2 separate regions of the Rattus norvegicus genome follow, and region 1 is linked to region 2. A link is a contact called in public Hi-C data. All regions are on one chromosome and are shown on one strand. Each heading gives the region's core, a stretch centred on a gene start, on an enhancer-like site or on the middle of the called end of the contact. The rest is flanking DNA. Distances are from core to core; before and after follow the strand shown.

Evidence for each region. Hi-C and Micro-C count contacts between places; a contact is called where the count stands out from the background.
Region 1: a contact with region 2 is called in a Hi-C map of the A7r5 cell line, with 2.7 times the contacts expected there. The contact joins the enhancer-like site here to the promoter of Kcnf1 in region 2. A contact is called at or near these places in 5 of 12 Hi-C or Micro-C datasets (the A7r5 cell line, Schwann cells, frontal cortex and 2 more).

The regions. Positions count from the first base shown.
Region 1 is chr6:45,775,083-45,782,338 of GRCr8, reverse strand. No RefSeq gene overlaps it. Among named protein-coding and RNA genes, the nearest start is that of Pdia6, 13 kb to the left of the region's middle. Within about 2 kb of position 2,713, at least 13 of the 93 cell types and tissues checked have an H3K27ac peak or open chromatin away from gene starts, as enhancers often do. A contact at or near this core is called in the A7r5 cell line, where this site is marked.
Region 2 is chr6:45,691,981-45,698,304 of GRCr8, reverse strand. It overlaps Kcnf1 (potassium voltage-gated channel modifier subfamily F member 1), which reads left to right and starts at 4,599. Exons shown (of 1, transcript NM_001169104.1): 1 at 4,599-6,324. The coding sequence starts at 5,098.

The DNA of each region.
Region 1 (7,256 bases), core at 1,464-3,963, 86 kb before region 2:
TACACACAAACACACAAAACACACACACACAACACAGACACACATCCCTACATGCATATACATACATATACACACAAAACACACAGACACATACATATGCACACAAAAACATACACACACGCATATACATACATGTACACATATTCACATTCATACACATAAACAATACAAATATACACACATGTAATTAGAAAGAACTTCTAAACAATAACAACAACAAAAGCCAAATCACCACAAACCTCATAAATCTTTTGACATTTCTAGCCTCGACACTTCAAAGGCTCCCTCCTCCATTTCTGTTTCTTTCCCTTGTAACTTCCCCGGGACTTTCTGGAGATTGAGGGAGACCTTGCCCTACCCTTGTTTTATTTTTTTTTTTAACATTCTAATCACTAAAAGTATGCCAAAGTATGGTAAAGGTTATGACTGCTTTATTTTGTGCTCTGGGGATTAAACCCATGGCAAGAGCTGAGCTATACCCAGTCCCATGATAGATTCTGTGTTTATTTTGAGCAGAATCGGTTCTTTAAATGAAAGGGATGGGTTTTTTATCTGAGTGTCCAGTCCAAAAAAAAAAAAAAAAAAAAAAGACAGTTGCAGAAAGCAAACCAGGTGACCTGCCGGGGACACCAATCCATAGGAGCACAGTCAACTGGCCTCTTTCCACTCTGCCAGTTTGTCCTTGTGTTTCCACGCTCTCACTTGGAACAGATGAACCATGGAGTCTTTTGAAGCTGAGAAGTCTGGCTAAATGGGCCTTCAGGCCATCTGGAAGGGCACACACCATTTTCTGTGGCTTGGTTGCTTCATTGAGGGAAAGCTGCCAACCTCAGCCAAGGGTCCTTCTGAAGTCTTGAAAGGAAGCCCTCTTTGTCTGTTCCAATATAGCTGCTGGGCCCCTCCTTGCCCTCGGCTGACTCTCATTAATCTTTTAAATGTAAGCCCAGATGTTAACCTGTCACCTCTTTCAGAAAGCGTCCCTCCTTCTGAATCACCAACCAAAGAGCGAGCACGGGCTGGACCTAGGCCTCCTGCACATATGTAGCAAACAAGCAGCTCGGTCCTCAACAACGGGAGCGGGGCTTCTCCCTGAATCCGTTGCTTGCTTGCCTGCCTGCGGAGCCCGTTTCCTTAAATGGACTACTTTTCCTGACCTCAGTGGGAGAGTATTTACCTAGTCCTGCAGCAACCTGATGAGCCAGGGCTGGGGGGTTCTGGGGGAACGGAAGGGTGTGGATAGGGAGGTGATACCTAGAGCGGGGGTTCTCCCTTCTCAAAGGAGGAGGGAAAGGAACCGGCTGGGGGAGGTATCGCACTGGTGGTATAATCATAAAGACCACTAGGTGGCGCCAAGTACCCTATGCAGGAAAGTTTCACGCCTTGCCTTTTGCAGAGCCCCGGGAACATCATTAGGAAGAACAGTTGATTTTTCCTTTTCTTTCATTTAAAACATAATTATACTTGTTTGCTTGCTTGCTTGCCTGTTTGTTTGCGTGTATGTGTGTGTGGGTACACATGGGCCAGAGAATGTGCATGGAGGTTGAAGCACAACTTTTGAACTTTGGGGAGTTGATTCTCTCCTACCTTTTGGGTCTTGGGGATTGAACTCAGGTCTTTGCAGCACCTTTACCTCCTGAGCTACCTCACGGCCCCACATCCTTCTTCTAAATTCAGGCACATGTGTATTCGTGTGTGTGGATTCGGAGTCCAGAGAATAACCTCTAGTGTCCTCAGAAATACTATCTCTTGTTGGCCTGGAGCTCACCAGTTCATCAAAGACTGGCAGGCAAGCCAGCCCTTGTGAGCCATCTGTTCTGGTCTCCCCAGAGTTGGGCTTCAAAGCATGCAACACAAACACTAGCATTTTGGTGTGGGTTCTGGGGACGTAACTCAGGGCCTCATGCTTACAGAGCAAGCACTGTCCTGATTGAACCATCTCATCGGCCTCTCCAAATGATTTTTCCTAGGTTGATTTCAGGAGCTTTTCCTAAAATCTCGAACCCCACATCCAGCCTGTGGAAGGACAATGGTTTTGTTAAGAGTCGTTTCGGTTCACTAAGGGGGAGAAATTAGCTTGGGTGTCTCTTAGGGAGAAACTGCTGGCCTTTCTGCTCTTACGAGGCTCACACCACTCGTGCTGCAGCCACTGAGAGGGTCTACCTACAAACCTGGCCACATGCACACACCTGTACCAAATAGGCTAGAAGGGGGCTGCTACCCTGTGTCCCCTTGACTGTCTAACTGTGCAGGAGCAGAAGGAAAACTTGTCTCCTCCGGCTGTGGAGCCACTCAGAGCTTTTAATAACGGAACATCTTTGACCTTCCCTACACAGCCTCTTTTCTTTCAGAGAAGGCTTCCTTCCCACACAGGCACCTTCTTCGGGAGACTTGGATGTGGGGGTGTTCTGTTCAATCCCGAGAATGATCTTCAATCGTCACACTTCCGGTGTTGAATGAGTGAACTTACTAAGTATATAGCAAGCCCAGGGTAAAAGAATAACTAGCAAGTTAGCAGATAGTCAGACAGCGAAACATTATCAAATCGTGTGCTCAAAACAGCCAGCAGAGACGAACTGAGAAGTTGAAGCAGATACCCTGGAGGAAGTAATGACGGGGACAGACCACCAGGAGGCGCTTCCGCTTGCTTTGTTACTCAGCCCGATCTGCTTGTGGAAACTGGACTGTCTGCCCATGACTGGTGCACATTTTTCTTTGCGTGCCAGGCTTTAATAAAATATTTACGTCATAGAATAGATGCTGTGGTAGAGATTTCAAACCATTTATGCTACACAGTGTGGTCTCAACCTCAGCGTCCTGGCTTGGCTGAATTCTATTGTCAGCATCTTCTTCAGTGTCGTAGGATCTGGAAGCTGGGTCCAGGGGAGATGAGGCATCCTGTCAGGAGGAGAGGGTGGCTGGAAAGGTCAAGAATAGAGCAAGGAGCTGTGAGGAGAAACTGAGATGTCCAGGGCCATCTTGGGGACCCAGGAAATGTAAGGTAGACTCTAATCTAGGGTTTATCTGACCCCCTGTAGTTACAGAAACCCAGAGACATGGGAGTCAGAGTCCTGGGGGAGAGGTGTTCCCAGAACACCAGCTCTCTGGGTAACTTTTCATGTAAGATTGTGGAGAGTGGGTGAGGGGAGAGAATACAGCAAGAGAGTGAGGGCATGGGTGGTTTGAGGGTATGGAAAGAACCCAGGAGTCCTCATTCTCCCGGGGTATAGCACCCCTAGACATCCCCTTCACCCTCTTGGGGCAAGGTCAGACGCAGACCCTGGCTATATATTTAGGACAGCTGAGGCTATTGCCCTACCCACTCAGCTTCTGATAGGCCAGCTTCACAGAGGGGCAGACATCAAGCTGCACCAGACACACTCAGAAGCAACTTTCTCCTCCCACATCCTCTCCCTCTGCAGTTACCTCCCCTTGGAATGAGACCAGGCTGGTTTTTAGCTGGTGTGTGTGTGTGTGTGTGTGTGTGTACACGCACGTGCGCGCGCACACACGCGCTCACTTCCACTCCCACTTCACCCTGGGACTTCTAGTTGGTCATTGCAGGAACCCCAGAGGGCATGTCCTTCTAATTCCGTCGGGAAGAGAGGACAAGGTCACCACCATCTAGGCTATGTTTCGGTCTCTTAGAAATTCCAGGAATGCTGGTGTACCTGCACCCATGAGTGTAGACACACCCTTCTCACAGGAATGGATGGTCAGAGCTCAGGAAGGGTAAGCAGAACACTCACGTGTGTCCCTGGGTGGAGTGCCTGGCACACAATGTATTCCGTGGCATAAAAGACGTGGGAATGAAGGTTAGACCGGTGAAGTGATATCCCCGAGGCGCGACACCACCAGGCGTCAGGACCTGGTTTGTCACACCTGGGTCTCTCTACTTGTAGAAACACCTGCTCTCTCAAGTTTTCATGAGAGCGTCTATTTCATGACCCTTTGATGCTGCCGCAGGGAAACTGAATCCCAAAATAAACTCCTCCCCCTTTCCAACCTCCGCACACTTCTGAAGGCGGATTAAACTGGGCATTAGGAATTTTCTACCCACTGTCCCAAAATTCCAGCAGCTTAGGAATTTTCTACCCACTGTCCCAAAATCCCAGCAGCTTACACAGCGAGCACAGCACAGATCTGGGAGAAAAGTCCCCACTGAATTGTCTATGTTTGGCAGCCTCGGGCGGCAGGCTTTCAAAGCAAGACAGCTAGCTCCTCCGGGTGCTTTTGGGGCTCCACTTGTGATCTGTGATTTAAAATGTAAAAGTATCTCATGCTAGATCAAAAGCAAGTGCTCTATGTGGGCCAGGGACGCTGCCCTCAGCACTGTGCTTCAGAGAAAAAAAAATACTCGTAATTGGCAGGGAACATTCTGGAGCCTTCTGGATCTCCCCGCCCCACTCCACACACAATAATCTATAACGGACCACTGGTAGACATTGACCCTATGGCCTTGTCTCTCATTCCTTCAGACAGGCTCTGAGAAGTGAAGTCTTCCTCAGTTCCCAAATGCTGGTCATGGACCCAGGACCCAGGGCGTCTGAAAATATAGGCTCACTGGATGATGGACAACATTCCCTTGGCCTAAGGCTGTCTTTTTAAAAAACCACAAAGGAGATGGATTTCTTCCTGCCATGCTTTAAACATAACCTGCACAGCAGACTCTAGAAGAGATAAGGGAATTAAATTTACACTGTTTGATTATAGTGTGAACTCGCCCTGTGGGAGGACAGCAAGGAACATTGCCAATTCTAATGTGTTTGTGTCTATTCTGTTGAACCACAGGGGTCCACCTCAGCTAGCCTCCCAGGCTGCACCGAAAGCAGTCGGTCCCACTTGGATGGTGAGTTCCCTCAGGTAATAGGACTTCCAGAAAGCCATGGGGGCTTTCTGTAGGTCAGGCAAACTTTAGAGCCTGCAATCAAGACCAGGTTGCCCTGAATTCTTTTACTCAAGATCAGGAAGCCCCCGGCAGCTTTTGTAGCTCTCCTGTGCCTACACACCTTGTGGTCTGTCCTGTGGAGATGGTAGCAGTCCCCATCTGAAGGGTTACCATGAGGAAGGAGTGACTTGCCAGATTTGCTAGTGCTCCAGCATCATCCTGCTAGCCCCTGTGCTGGGGAGAAATTGTGGCTTTTCCTACCAGGCACCAGGGAGAGCCGCTCATCCCTCCTCCAAGACCGGGTGGTCTCTCTTCACCGCCCTCTACAGACAAAACCTAGCATTGCACCGGCAGGCAAAGGGGAAGGTTCAAGGGACCCAACTCCAGCATCCTACAGCAGGTGAAGAAAGGGTGCATTTGAAGGGTTAATGAAGTGACAACTGGCAGAGGTGACAAGAGAGGTGAGGAGCACAAATGAGAGGGCAAGAGCCGTGCTGTTCTCATGGCTGCGCACACTTAATATGGTACGATGAACTACGTAGTATTTAGCCCCACTATATGTCTCCTGCTCTGATCTGTCTTTTTCCCCCATAGGATCACTATTATTCACGCTATACGGGTGAGTGAAGAGAGGCACAGAGACCTTGAATGGTGTGCTCGAAGTCATGCCGTCATTCCTAAGGTACTGCTCTCTGCTTTTGGAAATTCTGTCCTTTCTGCTGCACCCTGATGTCACTGTCATGGAGGGCCACCAGGCCTGGTACTCTATCTTGAGAACTTCCTGCGGCCTTCACTTTGTCCCTTTTTTGTGGCATGGCCCTCTCTGCTGCCCACATGGGGCCTAACCAGTGGGGACCCTGGCCTCTCACCCTTAGGCTCAGGGGATCCAATAGCTGAGGAGGTTAGAGGATCTCTGACACCTGCCATCCCACGGCACACCGCACGGCACAGTGCTAGAGCAGAGCCTGCCACAAGTTCTGGGAGCTCAGGATCAGGGTCAGGAACACAGGAATGGGAGCCACAGCTTTATGTGGGTCTGATTCACTTCTCATGATTACCCACAAGGGTATTCGCCTCTTAATAATGGAAGGGTGTTTCCTCGGAAAGTAGTTGGAGGCATCCCCGGTATCCTGTCCTTAAGGACACGATCCATTTGGCTTCTGGTCAGCAGCTAGAAAAAGACCCAAAAGGTTCAGGGATGGACTGGTCCTAAGTACAGAAGGGTCTGGCTGAGAGTCTTGGGTCAGATATCCCAGCCTCTGGGAAGGAGGAGAGTTGACCCTTCTGGAGAGATCCAGCCCTCTGTGGAGAGAGCCTGTGTAAGATGTGACGGCTTCAGAAGACAAGGTTGCAGCTGTACCCTTTGGGGGACATTCCTACTGCTGCCTGGACCCTGAGGTCAGTGGAGCCAGTCTCATCCAGGAGACCTTTAAGAATCATTCCAGCTCCCCAGTCATCACTATGTTTGCTGATATGCATTGCACCTGCTAGGGGCTGGGCTTCATGGACTCTTCAATCACAACAGCTCCATGGTGCTGGCATGGCTAGCATCCGTATTTCAACATGAAGAAGCTGAGGAAGTTGAGTAATCCCCAAGCAATCAGGCATAGCTGTATGTACTCATCCATGGGGTGTGAGGGACTGAGACAGGAGGATTGTTTTAGCCTTAACACCGTGAGATATTTCAAAACTAAAATAAAACACCAAAAAAATGAAAAAGACAACTTCTCAACACACACACACACACACACACACACACACACACACACACGTGCACACACATACAAACTACAAGGGAAAAGGTTCCAGGGGTCACCTCTGATGTCTGGTCAGCTCATCACCTCTTTCTCTGCGCCACTATCTCGGAGATCTCACCTGGTATTTGGTAGTGTTTGCTTGCTTATGTCAGTCTGCCTCACCCCAAAGCATTTGAGATAACGCAGTGAGAAAGAAGAGAAGAAAAGCAGACAGTGCAAAAGTCAGGGAGAGAAGAAAGCACACCCATGTCGGATGAAGGGTGAGTTGTGGATATGCAGTGACCGTGTCAGGATGGGAGTACCTGAGAGGGGAAACAGCCAGAATCCTGGTTAAGTCATGTTTGTTACCACTGAGCAAAACAAACCAACCCCTCCCGTGTGCGCGTACATTCTTAGACCAAAACAACAACTACAGCATTAGTAATATAAAATGACAGAGTTGCAGTGTGACGGTCTGTATTGATTGTCAACCTGACAGGACCTAGAGAGAAGTAGGACGGGGTTTCTGGATGTGCCTGGGAGGGATTTTCTTCATTAGGTTGATCACGGTGGGACAACCCACCCTAAAGGTGGCCGATATCGTCTCATGGTCTGAGGCCCTAGGCTGAATGAGA
Region 2 (6,324 bases), core at 3,350-5,849:
CACAAGGGTTGGAAATAAGGTGTGATTTATTGGTATAATGGACACTATTCAGCCATAAAAGGATGGAGAACTGATAAATATCCCATTTTTAATTAATTTATTTATTTAAATCCCAAATGCTGTCCCTCTCCAGGTTCCCCCTCACAGAGTTTCTCCCCTCATCCTTCTTCCTTTTGCCTCTGAGAGAGTGTACTTCCCGGGTACCCCCCACCCTGGTGCATCAAGTCTTTGCATGGTTAGTGCATCCTCTTCCACTGAGGCCAGAAAAGGCTGCCCTGTGCAGTGAGAAGAGTCAACTTGTTACAAAAAGCTATCTCTTATACAATTTATTTATTCAATTTAATCTATTTAATTCAATTTATTTATTTTTATGTGCTTCGGTGTTTTGCCTGCATTTATGCCTATGTAAGGGTGTGAGATCTCTTGGAACTGGAATTACAGGCAGTCGTGAGCTGCTATGTGGGTGCTAGGAATTGAACTTGGGTCCTCTGGGAGATCACGCAGACCTCTTAAGCAGTGAGCCATCCTCCCCCCCCCCCCACCATTATCACTACCACCACCAAGATAAGTGTGATGGCGCACGCCTTTAATCCCAGCACTCAGGAGGCAGAGGCAGGCATCTCTATGAGTTCAAGGCCAGCCTGGTCTATAGAGAATTCCAGGTGAGCCAGTGAGAGATCCTGTCTCAAAACCAAACCAAACTGAAACTAAAAATACCGAGGTGAAACTCCCTGGTAGAGGTGGTGCACAAACTAGTGACTATTCTAAAAGCTGCTGTCCAATTAGAAGGAGGAAGGTGGGGCTGGGGGGATGGGGTGGCGCAGTCATGAGGATCCGAGTTCAATCCCAAACCCATGCCAAAATTCCTACTATGGTGGCTCATGCCTGTAATCTCAGTTCCAGGGAGGCAGAGACAAGTGGATCCTGGGGACCCCATGGCCAGCCAATCTATCCTAATCAGTGAGTCAAGGCAGTGAGAGAGGCGACAGAAAGAGAGGGAGGGGGAGAGAGAGAGAGAGAGAGAGAGAGAGAGAGAGAGAGAGAGAGAGAGAGAAGAGGAGAGGTCGGGTTCCTAGAACAATACCCAGGGCTGACATCTGACCTGCACATTGCATGTGCAAATGCGTATGCGCTCTCACACATACATACACATACCCCACATACATATACATACATGCACACACATACACACAGGAGCAGTTAGATGGATGAGGAGTTATTTCTTAATAAAGATGTTAGATCAAACAGTACTAAAACACTTAGCTCCTCCCTGGCATTAGCTGCATTTCAAAATGCTCAGAAGCTAGGCGGCCAGTGGCTTCAGTCATAGCAGGTGAAAGTGTCAGCCACCAGGCAGTTGAAGGCTAGCCGGGCAGCCAGACCCCACCAAATCTGGTACAATCCCTCCTATTCCGGATAAGACTGGACCTTGTGCTTCAGGCTGAGCAAGCACAGCAAGGAGAACAGCTTCACCCGCCATGCTGGTTATCTTTATTGTTGACTCCACAAGCCAGGGCCATCAACTGAGAAAATGTCTCCTCCAGACTGACCTGTAGTCAAGTCTGCAGGGGCGTTTTCTTGATTAATGATTAGTGTGGAAGGGCCTGGTCCACTGTGGGTGGGGCTACCCAGGGACAGGTGGCTGGTCCTGGGTTGCATAAAAAGGACCTTGAGGAAGCCATGGAGAGCAAGCCAATGAGCAGCATTCCTCCATGGTCTCTGCTATGGCATCTGTGACCACAAAGCCCGAGAAGACACTGTCCCTGCAGGGCTAGTCCACTCTTCCACTCTTTCCAGTGGGGATGATCAATTCAGTCCCAGGCCTTAGCCTACCTCCTCCCCAGTAAATCCTCACAGCATTGGTATATTTGGCCGAATTGGTATAGGACAGATATTCCTCTGCCCTAAATCATCCCAGACCCAGGTACCAAACAGTGGAGACCACTCGTGCCTGCCAAGCCTGCCAGAGGCCTCCAGCTCCCTAGATCTTAGTTCTGTCCTGCATTGATTTTCCTCTGGAGACCCCAGTGAACGATTCCACTTTCTTCTTGCTCCCAGCCCTGCCTGGTCAAGCCTGCATTTGCCCTGCCTGTGCCCTTTTCTTGGGGTTTGTAAGAACATAATGACTCAGTCACCACTGTACATTAATTAAGTCTGGAGAATAATTTTAACACCTAGCCTCTTCCATGCTGGAGAGATGTCTACAGACTTTCACATGCTTAAAACACCCCCACATAGTGATGGTACCTAGGGTGGTGGCCGAGGTCCCATCAGGCACCAGGATATCAAACCACAGGAACACTGTGTGCACTGTGGGCTTGGTTTGCTTTTGAGTCAGGGTACACTGTATCCCTGGCCAGCTTCAAATTCACTATGCAGCCAAGGATAGCCTTGAACTCCTGATCCTCCTGTCTCTACTGTATCCAACTTTCATGCACTGTTGAGGGTGGAACCTAGGTCTTCCTGGGCAAGCACTCTGCCAGTTGAGGTATGACCCAGGCCCTAACACCCAGCTTTTGTGCCTCCCTTTTCCAATCAGCTGACACCCTGACAGTATCCCTTCTAGGAGAACTCAGGAAGCATGACCCTGTACATTCCTCCCTCTCTTATTATACCCAAACTATTATATATATATATATATATACATACATATATATATGTGTGTGTGTGTTGTATGCATATATAATAGATGTATAATATATATGGTAGATTATGAATTCTGTCCTTACCTAGGGTGAGTGTAGCATGTATGCATGCCCAGGACCTTGGTAAATATTTGAACATGTGAGTGAGAATGGTCTTTTTAAGCCCATAAAGCTCAGATTTGGCTGCTCTTTACACTGGGCTCTGCTGGTACACAGGAGAGCAGGAGGAGGCTGAGGAGCACTAGCATAGACAATATGGACCTAAGGGTGAGGAGATAGTAGACTGACTGCCTACCAAGGAAGGGGGCCTTGGAGCCTAGCAGCCCGGATCCCAAATGCAGTGGGTGATGGTGGCAGCTACTAATGTCTTAAGCAGCTGGGGACTGAGAATATGTGTGTATATATATATATATATATATATATATATATATACACATATATATTTAATCACATACTATACATATAATATAAATATATATCACAGAGTGCTAGGTGTCCAGTGCTCTTACATTAGTGTTAACCGTTATTGCTGTCCAACCTTTCTCAGACTCAAGTTCCTATTCTGAGTGACACCATAGACCGGTGCTAAGGAAATAAAATCAAAATTGTTAAGATATTTCCCCAACAATACCTTGTGTATTGCATTCCATAGCATCCAGTTTTTATATCATCCCATTAAAGAAAATACCACTAGTGGCCCTGTATAGCAGCTTTAGGACTCAAGAATAGGCATGGTCTTGAATGGCAGAGAAATCCAGCATACGAATACATTTTAATAGTCCTTTCCAATGAGCAGTTCTGGAGCCATAGAAAATTTGTACAGAGAAATGCAATTTCCCAGACCCCTGTCTCTTCAACTTCCCCATGACCAGCACCCTCCCCCCACAGTGAACATCCCTGTGGGAGTGGATGCTTGTCACAACTGAGGAAATTCCAGGGACCGAGCATCTATAATCACCCACATGGCCACAGTGTCCTTTAGGACACCCTCTTGCTTTTGTGCACTGTGGGTTTTGACAAGTGCGAATGACATATTTGCAACCATACAGTCAAACAGAATAAAATGGCTCCACTGTCTATTCACCCCTCCTCTTACTGGTTCTGCCTGTTCATCTCTCCAACTCTGTGTGCACGTGGTGGGTAAGGGGATATCGTCCAGGATAGCTTCCAACTCTAGAGGATAACCTTGAACTCCTGATCTTCTTGCCTTCCTTTGTTAAGTAAGGGAAGCCGGGATCACGGACAGGTACCGCAGCCCAGCTTATGTGGTATGGGAGAGCAAACACAGGCCTTGTGCATGTTAGGCAAGGACTCTACCGACTGAGTTACATCTCAGCCCAGCTTATGTTTTTAACCCAATTCCAGGCCATAGCTGGATCAGGATTGATAACGCTAGTGGTTAAGAACCTGGAACTGAACCAGAGATGCTCTGTGCCTCCGGAAAGATGAGAGGGAGTATAGGGGCATCCAACCGGAAGAACTCACTTCTCTCAGAGTAGAGGGGATTGTGGGCACAGGGGCCCAGGCATCCTGGGCTATGGGAGCTAATGGTGCTAGCCTGCTGGAAGCTGGCAGCTAGGCTAGCAGGAAAACCTGGGTTAAGGGATGTCTAAGCCTTCCTCTCTTTTCATCTTGTGACCTGAAGCAATTTCCTTTTTATTGTGAAGTCTGGGACAAGTTGTAGTGGTAGAGGATAAGGTCCCACCACCAGCAGGGCAGTGCTCGGGAGTGTCAGAGACCCTTCCAGGGCCTACGGAAGCCTAGGACAGAAGGAATGTGCCCAAGGAGTGCACAGCTGCCCCTTGAGGAACTTGGTGAACAACAGACAGAGGGCCTCTTTCCCCTCTCACCTGGCTGCGCAGGAAGGACTTGGCAGCCTGAACCCGGTGGCCTTAAAGCTGTTGGTCCTAACCTCTCAGCTCGCAGTTCAGCGGTTGGTGCCGGTGACACGATGGCAGCAGCTGTGCAGGTCTGCCCAAGGGTTAACTCATTCCTGGGCAGCTGCAGCGCGTGCGGTGCGAAATCTCACCAGAAGAGGGTACAGTAGCAAAGCGTTTGACGTCAGGCTGGAATTCCTATTGTGTTTCGGACCCGCTCCGGCAAAGCCAGTCCAAGTTAGCTCTCGGTACAGCCCAGATCGCGCAGCTCTGGGGCTGACCCGTCACTGCCACCGCTCATCCAGGGAAGGAGGACGCTGCCTGCGAGAAAAACCTCGTCCTGTCCCGGACCGACCTGAAGGAGCCCGTGGGTGAGTGTCCCCAACACCGAAGCCGAAGCCACTGGCCGCAGAGTCCCCCGCCAGCACTCCTGGATGCCCGCGTGCAGCCCCGCCACTGGGTGCATGGCTCCCTTACGGTGCGCCCCAGCCTGCCACCGCCGGTTCTGAGTGCCTTTCCCGGCAGGTGGTTGTTGTCCCCGAGGGCCTCGCATTGGCAGCGGCTGCGCAGGGAGCATGGAACCGGGGCTTGCAAGCGAACCCACCAGGAGCATGGACGCATCTGCGGAGCAAAGCCTCCCAGAGCCAGGCAGCCAGGACTCTGTGGCAGGCGATGACATTGAGATCGTGGTAAATGTGGGGGGCGTGCGGCAGGTGCTCTATGGAGACCTGCTCAGCCAGTATCCCGAGACGCGGCTGGCAGAGCTCATCAACTGCTTGGCGGGGGGCTACGACACCATCTTCTCTCTGTGCGATGATTACGACCCAGGCAAGCGCGAATTCTACTTTGATCGGGACCCGGACGCGTTCAAGTGTGTCATTGAAGTATACTATTTCGGTGAGGTCCACATGAAGAAAGGCATCTGCCCTATCTGCTTCAAGAACGAGATGGACTTCTGGAAGGTGGACCTCAAATTCCTGGATGACTGTTGCAAGAGCCATCTGAGTGAGAAGCGCGAGGAACTGGAGGAAATCGCGCGCAGGGTGCAGCTCATCTTGGACGACCTGGGTGTAGACGCTGCCGAGGGCCGCTGGCGCCGCTGCCAGAAGTGTGTCTGGAAGTTCCTGGAGAAGCCGGAGTCTTCGTGCCCAGCGCGGGTGGTGGCAGTTCTATCCTTTTTGCTCATCCTTGTCTCCTCCGTGGTCATGTGCATGGGCACCATACCTGAGCTGCAAGTGGTGGACTCTGAAGGCAACCGCGTAGAGCACCCGACGCTGGAGAACGTGGAGACTGCTTGCATCGGCTGGTTCACTCTGGAGTACCTGCTGCGCCTCTTCTCATCGCCCAACAAGCTGCACTTTGCCCTGTCCTTCATGAACATTGTGGATGTGCTGGCCATTCTCCCCTTCTATGTGAGCCTCACACTCACGCATCTGGGTGCAAGAATGATGGAACTGACCAACGTGCAGCAGGCTGTGCAGGCCCTAAGGATCATGCGCATCGCACGCATCTTCAAGCTAGCCCGCCACTCCTCAGGCCTGCAGACCCTCACCTACGCTCTCAAGCGCAGTTTCAAGGAACTGGGGCTATTGCTTATGTACCTGGCCGTGGGCATCTTCGTCTTCTCCGCACTAGGCTACACCATGGAGCAGAGCCACCCTGAAACTCTGTTCAAGAGCATCCCCCAGTCCTTCTGGTGGGCTATCATCACCATGACCACAGTGGGCTATGGCGACATCTACCCCAAGACCACTCTGGGCAAGCTCAACGCGGCCATCAGCTTCTTGTGTGGGGTAATTGCC